Linked DNA regions of Gossypium hirsutum: region 1 is linked to region 2. Evidence: chromatin contacts called from public Hi-C data. All regions are on one chromosome and are shown on one strand. Each heading gives the region's core, a stretch centred on a gene start, on an enhancer-like site or on the middle of the called end of the contact. The rest is flanking DNA. Distances are from core to core; before and after follow the strand shown.

The links. Hi-C and Micro-C count contacts between places; a contact is called where the count stands out from the background.
Region 1: a Hi-C map of hypocotyl shows a contact between it and region 2, with 4 times the contacts expected there. The contact joins the enhancer-like site here to the promoter of LOC107903786 in region 2. A contact is called at or near these places in 16 of 34 Hi-C or Micro-C datasets (anther, callus, fibers and 3 more).

Annotation. Positions count from the first base shown.
Region 1 is chrA10:76,646,742-76,653,920 of Gossypium_hirsutum_v2.1, reverse strand. No RefSeq gene overlaps it. Among protein-coding and RNA genes, the nearest start is that of LOC107903785, 17 kb to the left of the region's middle. Within about 2 kb of position 3,985, at least 7 of the 9 cell types and tissues checked have an H3K27ac peak or open chromatin away from gene starts, as enhancers often do. A contact at or near this core is called in fibers, hypocotyl and leaf, where this site is marked.
Region 2 is chrA10:76,495,393-76,501,922 of Gossypium_hirsutum_v2.1, reverse strand. LOC107903786 reads right to left here and starts at 3,579. Exons shown (of 11, transcript XM_041079190.1): 1 at 3,297-3,579; 2 at 2,529-2,662; 3 at 2,236-2,403; 4 at 2,061-2,147; 5 at 286-420; 6 at 39-149. The coding sequence starts at 2,645.

The sequences.
Region 1 (7,179 bases), core at 2,736-5,235, 150 kb before region 2:
GAAGCCAAAGAGTGACGCCCAATCCACTTCCCCCGTCACCAAGCTTTGCTTGTGTTGCAAGTTATCCACTAGCCACTCATGAAGGCTACTTGAAAAAAACCATCTTCGTTATTTGAAGGGATGACCTGCAACTAGATTTCCTTTGCCACAATACAATCTCTAATGGCATATAAAATGAGCAACCTTTGTTTGAACACAAGCCAGATGAAGAGTCTAACTTTTTGGGGTTCTTGAAATTTCTATGTAATATTCCAATTAGTATCCTTAGGATCCCAAGAACTTTCCTTTGACTTCCAATAAGCACTTTTAAGGGAAAAAGTGCCTGTAAAGGTACCTATCCATATGATCTTGTTAAGTCCCGTCGAGGTATATGGAGGCGGTATGCTTACAATACGTCTAATAATCTCCTTAAGGACCCATAAATAGAATAAGTTAAGATTCAAAGCCCCACCCGTTGTGGTCAAGTCTTTGAGAGTGCACTCCAAATCCAGGTTATCATGAGATGGAATCTAACTTATTAATAGTCCTACACCTGGAATCCATGGATCATTCCAACACTTAATTCTAGACCCATTTCCAACTAACCAAAGTAAGTTCTCTTTTAATAGATGCCAGACTTTAAAAAGCGCATTCCATAAGAAAGAGTACCTGTTTCGAGTAATACTTTCTGGCAGATCTTCTTTTATCCCATATTTTGACCGAATAACCCTAACCCACAAAGTAAAAGAGTTAGTCACAATATTAAACCCCACATTAAGCGTAAACAAAGTGTTATGGTCCCTCAACTGCCTTATCCTAAGACCACTACAAGACCGAGGTTGGCACTTCGACTTTCAGCTCACCAATGCCATCTTCTTCCCATCACTCAAGAATCCCTAAATAAATTTTTTGACCATACACTCAATCTTTTCACACACCTCTATAAGAATAATTATGTATTACATGAAATAACTAGGGATCGAAAGCAACACCGATCGAGGTAACGTAACTCTACCAGCTAATGATAATTTTCTGGCATCCCAACAAAGTAGCTTTCTTCAAACCTTATCAACAACAAACCTGAGGGAGCTGTTAGTTATCTTCTTATAAAACAGGGGCAATCCCAAGTATGTACCAAAGTTTGATACAATTTGAAAACTGAGGATATTCCCAATTCATTCCTTTAAATTATCATCAACATTAGAGAATAATAAATTTGTCTTTCTCGCATTAATTTTAGGGCTAGAAAAATCACAAAACTCCTCCAAGACAGTATTATTCTACCTTGATCAATATTCACATGACCCAAAATAACCAGATCATCAACGAAAAATAAATGAGACAGCTCTAGTCTTGACCGAGATAGATGAATGGGTTTCAATAAGACATAATTAATCATTGATCGGATATTATGTCCAAGCCACTCTATATAAAGGACAAAAAGATATAGTGATAACGGGTACTCTTGTCTAATTCCCTTTACCAGTCGAAACTTCTATGTTGGGACTTCATTCCACAATACCTGCAAAGAAGAACCCGTAATAGCAGACATAATAGCATCGCGAAAAAAATCAGGAATACTTGTAGCTTTCAAAGAAGTATTAATAAAGTCCCTACTATTTTATTTTAATGGTCATCCACTTCTTACTCTTCTGTTTACTTTTCATAGAATTGATTACTTCTTGGGCAATAATAACATTATCCATGATGTTCCTACCTGCAATAAATCCAGCCTGCTTAAGAGTAATGATTTTTGGGAAGACAACTCTGAAGCAATTTGCTATCACCTTCATAACCAATTTGTAAAGAATCGTGCATAGGCTAATAGGTCGAAAATGGAAAAATTTCTTAGGGCTAAACATTTTAAGGATAAGGAAAAATTCTGAAGTGATAGCTTGTTCAGCGAATACCTTTTGAACCTACTTACAAACTACTTCACCAACCACATCCCACTGACTCTGGAAGAAAAGAACATAGAAACCGTCACTTTGTGATGCTTTCAACGGAGACATGTCAAACAGTACGGTTTTGATCTCATCCGTTGAAACCTCTTTACCTAAAAGGATGAGATCATTATGTTCAAGCCCTAGAAAATTACAAACTCGTAAGTTGTTCATACCAATAGGATGCTACCCATACAATTTCTGAAAGAAACTAATTGCCTCCAACTAGAGACTAGCTTCTTTAAATAGCCACCCGCCATCTTCATTTTTCAAGGTAGATATCCTATTATGCTTCTTTCTCTGTAAGCGTCTATAGAAAAAGGTGGTATTATGATCTCCTAAGCACAACCATTCATATCTAGCTTTTTTTTTTCATAATAATTCCTCATGGTGGAGAACAACTTCTAACCCCTCTCTCACCTTCATTTCCAAATGCACTAAGCGGTCAGAAGCCATGTTTTCCAGCACTTTTTGAATACTAAAAGCTTCCAAAAAAATTGTTTTTTACGAACACTAATGTGATTGTACATAAACTTGTTCCATGATTTGATATTTGATGTAACCTACTCAAAAGACTGCACCATGAAAATCCCAATTATTTTTGACAAACTCGGTAAAATTCAAGTGTTTAACTCAACCAGCCAAGAATCTAAATGGCCAACCTTTGAGCATAATACGTTTCGATTTTAAAGAAAGAAAGAGTGACCGATGATCTAATTCTTTTCTCAAAAAATGAGTTATTGTACAATTAGGAAAAACATTAATCCAAGTACCATTACCAATTGCTCTATTGAAACGGTCAAATATCCCTCCTTTATGCCAAGTGAATTAAGGTCCTTTAAAACCCAAATCCTAAAGTTCAAAAAAGAGTGGACATCTTCTCCCACAAGATTTTCCGCCAATTTTATTGTTAGAGGATAACAAAGCATTAAAATCTTTGATGGCAATCTAAGGAACATTACTGTCTGAAATAGTCAATTTTAGTGCCTCCCAAAGCTTATTACGCTTTTGGCCATCAGGACTACCATAAAAATGCGACATAAAGAAGTTTAGCATGCACACAAACGAAAACCCGAACAAGAATGAAATGAGAATGATTAGAAACTACCTCTACTCTAATAGACTCTTTCCAACCAATCCAAATACCTTTAGAAAAACTATCAGCCTCCACTTGGTGTACTAAAAACCCAACATAGCTATGATTTTGTCTGCTTTGATAGTGCTAACATGTGTTTCAAATAAACCAACAATATCAGGCTTGAACTCCAAGTTATACTCTTGAAAGATATGAGGAAATTCAACATTGGCACAACCTTGACAATTCCAAGTAAAAATTGATAAATTCATAGATATAATTAGAAAAAAAGAAGGCTAACCTTTCACTTTTCGGACAATTCCAAATTCTTGGTCTATAATATTTCTGAGCCCGAATAATCCTTGCATACTTCATTTCCCAACTAAGTACTTAATAATTTCACCATGGAATCCATTATATCTGCTAGAGGAACACTCGAAGCACCCGCAACCTTAAAGAGATTTCCTCGTTCTCTAATAACCTTGTTGAGCTTTTTTCCATTCTGACCATTCTCAGTTTTAACGCCAAAGGCACAACTTTTAATCCCATGTTTAAGCTGACTGCCTTATGCAAAATTAACACTTACTGAATTAAAACTTATGTTAAGGTCACCTTTTTCCCCCGTATGTTACAACAAAATGTTTTCCTAGGTTCAAAACATCTGGACTTAGAATCATAGTTCTCTCAGGCTAATCCTCAAATATATGATTGAAGCAAGAGATCAAGCTTATAGGGAACTCATCAGTAAGAAAATTAAAATTATTTTTATCCAAATTAAAAGTAGTATCACTCGAATCAAAATTAGAAAGCATGACATTGCCCAAATTGTCATTGCTCTTTTGAGATTTGAGGGAAAAGTCACCCGTATGGGTCTTATTAATTTTATCAACCGTAGTTGAATTATTGAGCAACCCACTATTAGTCAATCCATCTACTTAGATTGGTCTCTTCCCCAATGCCTTGTCCATCATATTTCTGCCCAAAATAGTCAACCCATTCCTGATATCGGGTAAGGCCCCATAATCTTGTCCAAAATCTGACACTCTAGCATCTTCTCTGGTTATTGGACCGCTGCTTTCACTTTTGACCCTTCATATTCCCTTGATTATCCCCCAAAACAAAACCTAGACTCTCTTTGACACTATTCGAGCCAACCATTGTAATTTCAGCCCCTTCCTCTTTATTTTTATTTAACCCCATAAGCGCCAAAAGTTTCAAACCTGGCTTTATTTTCCATACATTATTCGTATTTTGATTTTGATTATCCCTTAGGTTATGCCGAGATTTCCTTTGAACCTGCATCCATGGATTGAAAACCCCTGGTTCCTTTGATTTGTCAGTGTTTGGAATCGAGGAGACTACCATCGGATCTTTCTCCCTCTGACTCTGATTTTAGTTTTTTAGAGGACACAAGTCCTTCACATGGCCATATCGACCACATGTAATGCAGATGGATGGTAAGGATTCATACTCTACCTTTTGGATCTCACCATTGACCCGAATCTAAGATACTAGAGGTTTGTCGATGTTAACATATAATGGCATTCGGGCAAATTTACCTTTAGATCTACTAACAATATTAAGGTCTAGTTTAGTGACTCTTCCAATCAACCCCCTATTTCCCCAAGGATTTTTTTTCTTATACAAGTGTCTAGGAAGACCAGGCAATCTGACCCAGACCAACACCATGCTCAGGTAAGTTTGAAGTGGGTTGAAGTTAATCGTCCATGGTTTGATGGTCAAGTACTGGCCATAGACGATCCATGGACCCTAAGACCGCACACTGGAATTTCGCAAAAAATTATCCATTTTTAATGTCCATGATTCTAAATAATCTAGCAGGTCTCCACAAACTACTAACCCGATTGTGCAGTGTTTTATATTTGATATTTCGTCCTAGAAAGTTCACCATCACCGTAAGTTGACCAAAATATACTTGATACGATTAGAGAAATTAATCGACGAGATTCCATTGATGGTTGACTTTATAACATCATCCTCCAAGAATTCCAGATCCTCATTATCTTCTAAAACAACCAAGCTCGACATCTTCTTACCATAAACTTGCCTTTCCTTAGTACCTTATCTCTCTCAGACACACCCATAGGTCGATCCCGATCCACTACCATGTTCGATTCACACACCACGTCACCTCCATTGTATTTGAAACTCACCTTTTTGGTATTACGGTCTTCTACAGGGAGATGTAGAACACTTCCTTCCTCATTTTCTAGAGAGTTTGCAAAGCTATTTTTAAATTTGATACATTTTAATAAATAGCAGAATTTTTTTAGATAAATGATTATTGTTATTATTATTAAATTTTAATAGGATTATTATTAAATATAATTTTAAAAAATAAATATTTTAATTATATTTTAACATAATTATTATTAAATACTATTTAAAAAATATATAATTTAATAACATTCTTAATATAATTATTATTAAAATATAAATTAATAAAAATCATAATATATAATATTAGAAAAATAATATATAACCTACTTTATTATTTTTAAACTGCAATGCATATTTAATGTGATAAATATCATTAGTGAAACAAATAATTTATTTATCTTCTAAACTAAAAAGAAAAAAAGATTAGAAGTAATAAATAGCTTGACAATTATATTTTACATCCAAATATAATGTTTATACATTAACAAAACATTACACGAAGTCGTTAACTTATATGCCATAATCTATATGTTAAACTTTACAACATCAAAAAGTTACAATAGTCTGTGACATTCTATCATGTTATTATACCATCTCAATATTACATATACAAAAAGTTACCAAAATATCACCAACACAACCATGATTTTTAATGGTCAGAAATAAATCTTTTCACCCATTCCAATCGCATAGAAGAAGGTAGACAAAAGAAAACAAGCATTTACATTGGATGGTCTGAAATTTTGCTCAACGCACGAAAGTGCTCATCCTCAATTAAGCCTTCTACTTCACATAAGGCCAAATATAATTTTTTAGCACTTTCTTGAACGAACATTTCTGACTTCCCTTGAATTAGCACTTTGGACGCAATGCTCCTACTATATTCAAGGCCAACAGTTCGTATGTTTTCCCCTAACAATGTGGCAAAATTAGTAAATGAAGTAGAAATTTGTTCACTTCCATCAGGAATCTTTTTTTCTTCTCATTATTGAAAATGTGGAAATATCTTGGTTTGTCTTTGACGATTGCGATCATATAGCCAAGACATTCATCTCATCCAAGGAAACATCATCTTTACATCCATGGTAATTGTTTCTTTTTTCAAGATTCTTTGTAGTAGTTACATCCTCAGCATCTAGTTCTTTTACAAGCGAATCGGGACAAACTGTGCCTAGGATTAAGGCCACACGGGTTGCCATATGAGCGTGAGGGCCATCCATGTGGACCACACGACCCCTCACACTACCATGTTCTCTTGAAACCTTAGTTTTTTCAATTCTCACATGGCCTCAGTCTGTTACACGACCCAACCACATGATCATGTAGTCCTTTACACGGTCTAGGGCTTTCCACACGGTCCGTCCATACGATTGTGTGTCCCTTATTTTTTTAGATTTTACATTTTTCCCTTATTTAATTAAAATTTACAAATTTCCCTTATTTTTTAGATTTAACATTTTACCCCTATTTTTCAAATTTTACAAATTTGCCTTCGTTTCTTAGATTTTATAGTTTTCCTCCTATTTTTTAAATTTTATAATTTTACCTCGGTTTCTCAAATTTTACAATTTTCCCCTAATTTTTAGATTCTATAGTTTTGCCCTTATTTTTTCAAACTTTACAATTTTGACCCTAAAGTTTATTATTTGTTCAAGTTTAGTTCCTAATTGAATCCCGAACAGTTTTAATGTTTAATTTTGTTCAATTAAGTCCTTGATAGTATAATTTATGTTAGAATCCATAATTGATTGAATTAATAATAGTACTTATATACATATTTGTATGAACTATGGACAGTACATATGGTTATAGTATTTAAATTTGTGATTGCACATACAACATGCCTTTTGTTACTGTTAAGCCAAACACTTAATAAGCATGACTAATTTCTACTGAGTTGATTTGTTATAAGCATATTGATTTTTATCGTATTATTCTATTGAAAGCATAATTAAATTCTACCATATTGATCCATTTGTGCTTACCATATTGCATTGCTTG
Region 2 (6,530 bases), core at 2,330-4,829:
GCAAATACAGGGCAAAGGTTATGCAAATATTAACATACCTTAAAAGTAAGCTCTCCTTGGAAACCTCCTGCAACCATAAAATTGTCTTTGACCGCCAGTGTACTTATTTGGGTTTGTGTAAAACCTTCTAATAAACTTCCCGGATGTTTCTAGTTACATGGCAATATAAGTTAGGAGATAACAGTAGACCATAATTACTAAAATAAATAGCTATCTTCAAAATCACTCATGCCAATAAGAAAAAGAGATGAGAAGTGTTATGGCCAACAAGTACAACTTTGATACCTCAGTAGGTGCCACGTGCCCGGAGAAATTAAGGATCTCAGAGAGATGACATGACAATGATGACCAATGCATAACTGAATAATTGGACATAAGGTAAACATCGTGCTTTGAAGTAGCCCAAACCAAGTTTCGAAGCTGCAAATTCATTCCAAAACAGGTTATTGAAGCTCAGATAAGTGTCTATATACACATATAATAACCAAATAAAAAGCAATAGATACTTCTCCAACCTAGAGACAACAAATATATAAATCACAGCACTATAGATTTATTACTCAAACTTCAAGATACAAAAAAAGTGTCTTGCTCAAATGCCATGTGTAATAATAAACCTTCAGAAACAGAATATAGTGCAACAGATATGCATCCAAACTAGAGATACTGGAACTTAGATGTAAATGTATAGAAATAATGAATTCCTGCCTTTCCACTATTGGACATTTTCAGTCTATAATACAAGAATGTCACAAAAGATATACAGTAATCAATGTGATATATTATGGATTTAAAGGATAGTTTTCAGTGATATTTGAGGGATTAAGTGTATCAAGCAAAATGATATATCAAATGAGATTGATTCTTAGTGTCACCTAAAAGTTCAACAGCACGCAAATAGAAGCAGAATGAGCTTTGGGATTATTTTACAGAAGATATAGCAGGTATACAGTCATCATTGTACATAATATTGAATTATGGTTTGGAAGTGTTAATGAGCAATGAACAAACCATGTGAACAGCGAGAAATTTAATTTCTGGACAAAATTTTGGTTTTTAATAGATGAAGATATCAGTGGGGGAGAGAGGTTACCTCTAGTCAAATAAGAACCTATAGCATAGAACTCAAAAAGCATTACTCATACCGACTGCCAACACTCAGGTCCAATACAAGCACCAAGCAAGATCCAAATACTATTTGACAACCCTAAACTCTTAAGGTAGGAGCACTAAATAAGCTCCACAACTTACTAGGATAGAGAAACTATGTTAGGTCGATCTTAGCAACTTTAAAATTTTCCCTCAATAAGAAAAGCAAACCTTAAAAACTTGTCAATAATCAAAATTCAGAAGTTTGAACAGTATTTAAAAACTGATGCATCCATAGATGCACCTATATGTGTCCACGCACTAAAACACATATATCCATATATACACATATATATACCTAAGCCTTTAATCTCAAATTAGTAATTGCCGGCTTCAAGAATCATTTTACCAAACAATGAATGGACACAGAAATATATGTATTGTTGTCCTGTTATCAATAGTTTTTATAAGGTCCTCTTTGTATAGTGAATTCAACAATTGCAGTATGTATTAAACTTCTAAGCCAAATCTTGGACTAACTTGGACTTTTTACTGCAGAGCTATTACCTGTACAATGACAAAAATAATGTGGATGTCTGGAGAGAAAAAATGAGACCTAGAAAATAAAACTTAAAACGAACACCCTGACATGTGAGCATGCACACACACAGAGTTACAGGTTCAAAGGTGTAAATATGACAATCCATACATGAGGAATGACAATACTGAGTAACACGCTCAATACCAAAGAACAAAATCGGGTACATTTATAATTGCCTGAGCACACAACTGAACCAAGACAAATGATGAGAAGATTAGTCTTCGAATGATTAAACACATTAAAGATATATCACCTTCTAAAAGGAAAAACAAATCCAATAACAACATACTTTGACACCAAAATCAACATCTTCAGATGGAAAATATAAATGAAAATAACAAAATAATAACACACTTTCTAACCAACAAACCTGAAAATGGAGGATTGTCGGCTTAACTAATCTAGTGTTGTGGAAGAACTCATAGTAGTTCCCACCTTTTTCCATCTGTTTGCATTCCTATAAAAAAATTACCAATTAAATACAACTCAAATGATAGTCTCTTTAGGACAAACTATCTTGTTTAGAGATCGTAGAAGAAACAAACCTTGTCAACAGCATCACCAGAGGCCGGGATATTCTCATAATTCTTATACTGTTCAAGCCTTGTCAATCTATAATCTTCCCTGGTTATGTTCAATCTTTCCCATGGAATTCCCTGAATGTCCTTCCCCTTCCGTGCTTGACCAGAAGATGTATCAGTCACCTTGGTCAGCTGCTCAAATGGTCAAATGGTCAAATTATAGCTTGAAAGTGATTAATTTCATCATTAATTCTAAAATAAACTAAAACTAACAAAAATATACAAATAAATACATATAACCAAAATGAAAAACAAACCATGTCATATTCATGGGCATCCATGTCTCCACCAGCTCTACCATAGTCGTCTTCATCCATATCATCAATGATATCTTCAGCCATGTAATAGAAATCCCCCAGTTGCAAACGGGACATGCTATATTTGCATTCAACTGTGAAATTATCAAATTATTGCTGTTATTTTCTTATGTTTTCCTTTCTCAGAAACAAAAATGAATAAAAATCATTGGAAACCTAAAGACAATATACTAATTGGAGAAAAGGGTATTCCTAAAATCATGGAAATAAACTTACAAGCAGACTAGCAAACATTACTTTTCTTTTATCATAGAAGCAAATATTCACAGGATTTACTAAACCTACTTCCAAACAAACCGCCTTAAAAAACCTAAAATATAATAGAAGACCCCAGAGAAACCCTAAAAAGAAATGGAATTTAGAACAAATATTCCCAGAAATCATAAAAGAAACTTACTTCCAAACAAACCAATGAACCACAATAACCCAAAAAAACCCTAAAATATGATTAAATCATATCTAAAATACGATATGAACTGAAAAAAAAAACCCAAAACCATCAAAACCCACCAACAAAATAGGAACATTTCATACAAAAGTTCCGATTTTTCCAGAAAAAAAAAAGAAATAAAAACATGTACGAAGACAAGCCAGAAGAAAATGATCGAACATAAAGATAAAAGGAAATAGATTGCAATAAAATAAAATAAACAAAAAAAAAGGAGAGATGGGATGTTCTTACTAAAAAAGAATGAATGATGTTCTTACATCAAAATTTGGTCTGGGATGGGAAGGTTTTGGCCTTTGGGTGATTTGTTGTTTATTATGTTATTTTACTAATTATTTTATGTATTTTTAAGTAGAAAAAGGAGTAGAGAACATAGAGATAATAATGAAGATAGTTTTGGGGTTCGGCCAAAAATACGTCTTTTAATTCATGCCTATCGCGCGCACCATGTTTTTTGGGCAGTTCTGCTGTGAGCTCTGAAAAAAAAAAAGAAAAAAAAAAAACAACAACAACTAAAACAACACAGCCTTAAGATCAACTTTTAGCCCTTCATCAAGTTACAAGTTAAAAATAAATATACTACCATAAATTTTTTTATTTTCTCCTTGATACTATCTAAGCCTATTCATTATTGGGTTACCTCGCTCAATTCAAAAATCATACAAAAAAAATAAGAAGATTTAGATAAAAATATAAAATCAAAAAATAGATTTAAGTAAAAAATTAAAACTTATTTAGAAAACGGGTCTGGCTTTAGATAAAACTTTTTTGACTCTGCCCAGCTTGAATATCATTTTTTTACTCTTTTTTTGTTATTTTCTTATTTTTTACTATTTTACTACTATTTCACTATTATTTTCTACTATTTTCTTATTTTGTTATTATTGTATAACTATTATTTTATTGTTAATTTTGTTACTATTTTAGAGACATTTACTTGTTAAGTTATACATATCTTATTATTTAAGCATGCATATTTTTTAAAATTTATTTTCAATTTGTTGGGAAATATTTATTTTATTATTTTTAGTATTTTTGATGTATTATATTTTTAAAAAATTATATAAAAATATAAAAAACTTAATATGAGCCGAGTCGGACCTAGATTTTAACATTTTTCTCCAAGTCGAACTTGAATAAAATTTTAAGCCCATTTTTCAAGTCGGACTCAAGCCTAAATTTTAATTGGACCCGAACCCGACTCATGAACACCTCTAATACTATCTTATACTTTTTGGCATTTCTCAACAAACTTTTGGTAATTTCTTATATATTTTAATACTTCCTCATAAAATTTGATATTATTTCATAATTTTTTAAATTAAAAATCGATACTCTCTTATATATTAATCCCATGTTTATCGGTACTCTCTTAGATATTTTTGCAATCCCTCTTTTTTCTATATACCTTCATATTTGTTGGTATGGTTTCAAAATTAAAATTTTGTAAAAGATATAATTCTATGTTAAAATATTGAAATGGATAGATTAAATTAATAATAATTTTTAAAAATTAAAATTAAAATAAATTAACAAAATTTTAATATGAACCGAAAATTAGTATATCTCAAGTTTTGGTATATCCTCATATTTTTTTTTGTATTCCCTCATGTTTTCTAGTTACCCATCAATTTTTTAGTATTTCTTCATGTTTTTATGGTAATCCCTCACAATTTTGGTATTTGCTCATACTTTTTGGTAATCCTCATGTTTTTTGGTATAATCTCAAATTTTTTATATCTTCTCATAGGTACCTCGTTATGTTTTCAAGTAGCCTCTCATATGTTTTGGTATACTCTAATGTTTTTTGGTATACGCTCATGATTTTTGGTTTGTCCTCATATTATTTTAGGGTTTTTTACCTAAATAGCATAAAAAATAATTAATTACAAAAAAACATATAAAAAAAGATTAATTACGAAAATGGGTATTTGCTACAGTATTTCCGGTTGGAATAAACTTTGTTACAAAAATAATTTTTGGTAGAAAAAACTTTTTGGACTAATTGATAAGAGGCCTCTTTAGATTTTATGTTAAAAGGGGAATAAAAGAAAATAATAAACATGTAACACCCTTAACCCCTCTCCGTCCTCAAATTAGGGTCACGAGCATTACAACCAATAAGAACATTTAATTATATCATAAGCATTTTTGTAAGTTAACAATGAACATTATATTATACATGGGTAGATCATGCCAATTTAATACTTTCATATTAATTTCTTATATAATTGAATAATGTAATGTCTTATATAATTGAATAATGTATCATAGTATGCAATGCTAAATTTGGTCTTCCACTGTATACACTCTTATCATTATTTATCCTCTTTAGAAAGCTAGAAGTTGGATGCATAATAAGAGTATTGAACCATACTCCAACAACTACTACCTTTGATGATATTAGTAGAACGACCTACTTCACCTAGCTTAGGTTTGCTATTTCATTCAAAATCACAGTAAAAATACTCATATAGTCCTAAATACGAGTTTATAGGACTCTAAAAATATTCTAAGAACAAACAGGGGCTAATTTGAAATAATTTTGAAAGTTTAGGGCAAATTTCAAAAATACCTAGTAATAAGGGACACACGACCGTGTGGCCAGGCCATATGAAACATCCTAGACCGTGTGACTTTCGAAGTTGAGACACATGGTCATGTCTTAGCCCGTGTCTCTGCTTGTCTAACTCATTGACTTGGGTCACACGGCCGTGTAGTTCTTGACATGGGCGTGTGGCTATCCTACACACTCGTGTGCTATTTCACATGCCTGTGTGCTTGGGCCGTATACCTCTCGAATTAATCTTATACTGCCGTGTCGCAAGCCGTGCGGAAATTGCTTCTATATAATTTTTCAACACGTTCAGGGCACATGCCCATAAGTGTTGCCTGTGTGTGACACACAACTGTGTGACAAACAGTGTCCCAGGCCGTGTGTACCTTCATGTACCTTAAAACTCAAGTTTAACAATTTGCATTTGCTTGGACATTAAGAAACCAACTCACCACTCATTTAACCTACTGAAAACATGATTAAACCTACTCAAAACAAGCCAAAACAGCCATCCTAAGTGCCTAACCAATGTACCCTCATTGGTACCACATTCTATACATCCAAACAAGTCCATACTCAATACTTACAAGAAATTATCAAAGTCTCCACTTCATCACATATGTTTACTATATATCAAGCTAATCACTGAAGGTATTTAGCTAATGACCAAAAGCACATCAAGTTTCAAACATACACCAGAAATATTAAACATTTATATCCACAAAGCTTACTCAAACTAACTTATAAACAACATCACCATAAACAAAATAACTTAAGGGCTCTTAGTTCATACCATTTATAACCTGACATCAATATATCGAAATCTTCTACCGAGATAAAGTATGGATAGTGTGAATGTACTCCGACTTGATTCCAACAATTGAGCTTTTCAACAATCTACAAGACAAGAAAAACAACTACGTAAGTAACTAGTACT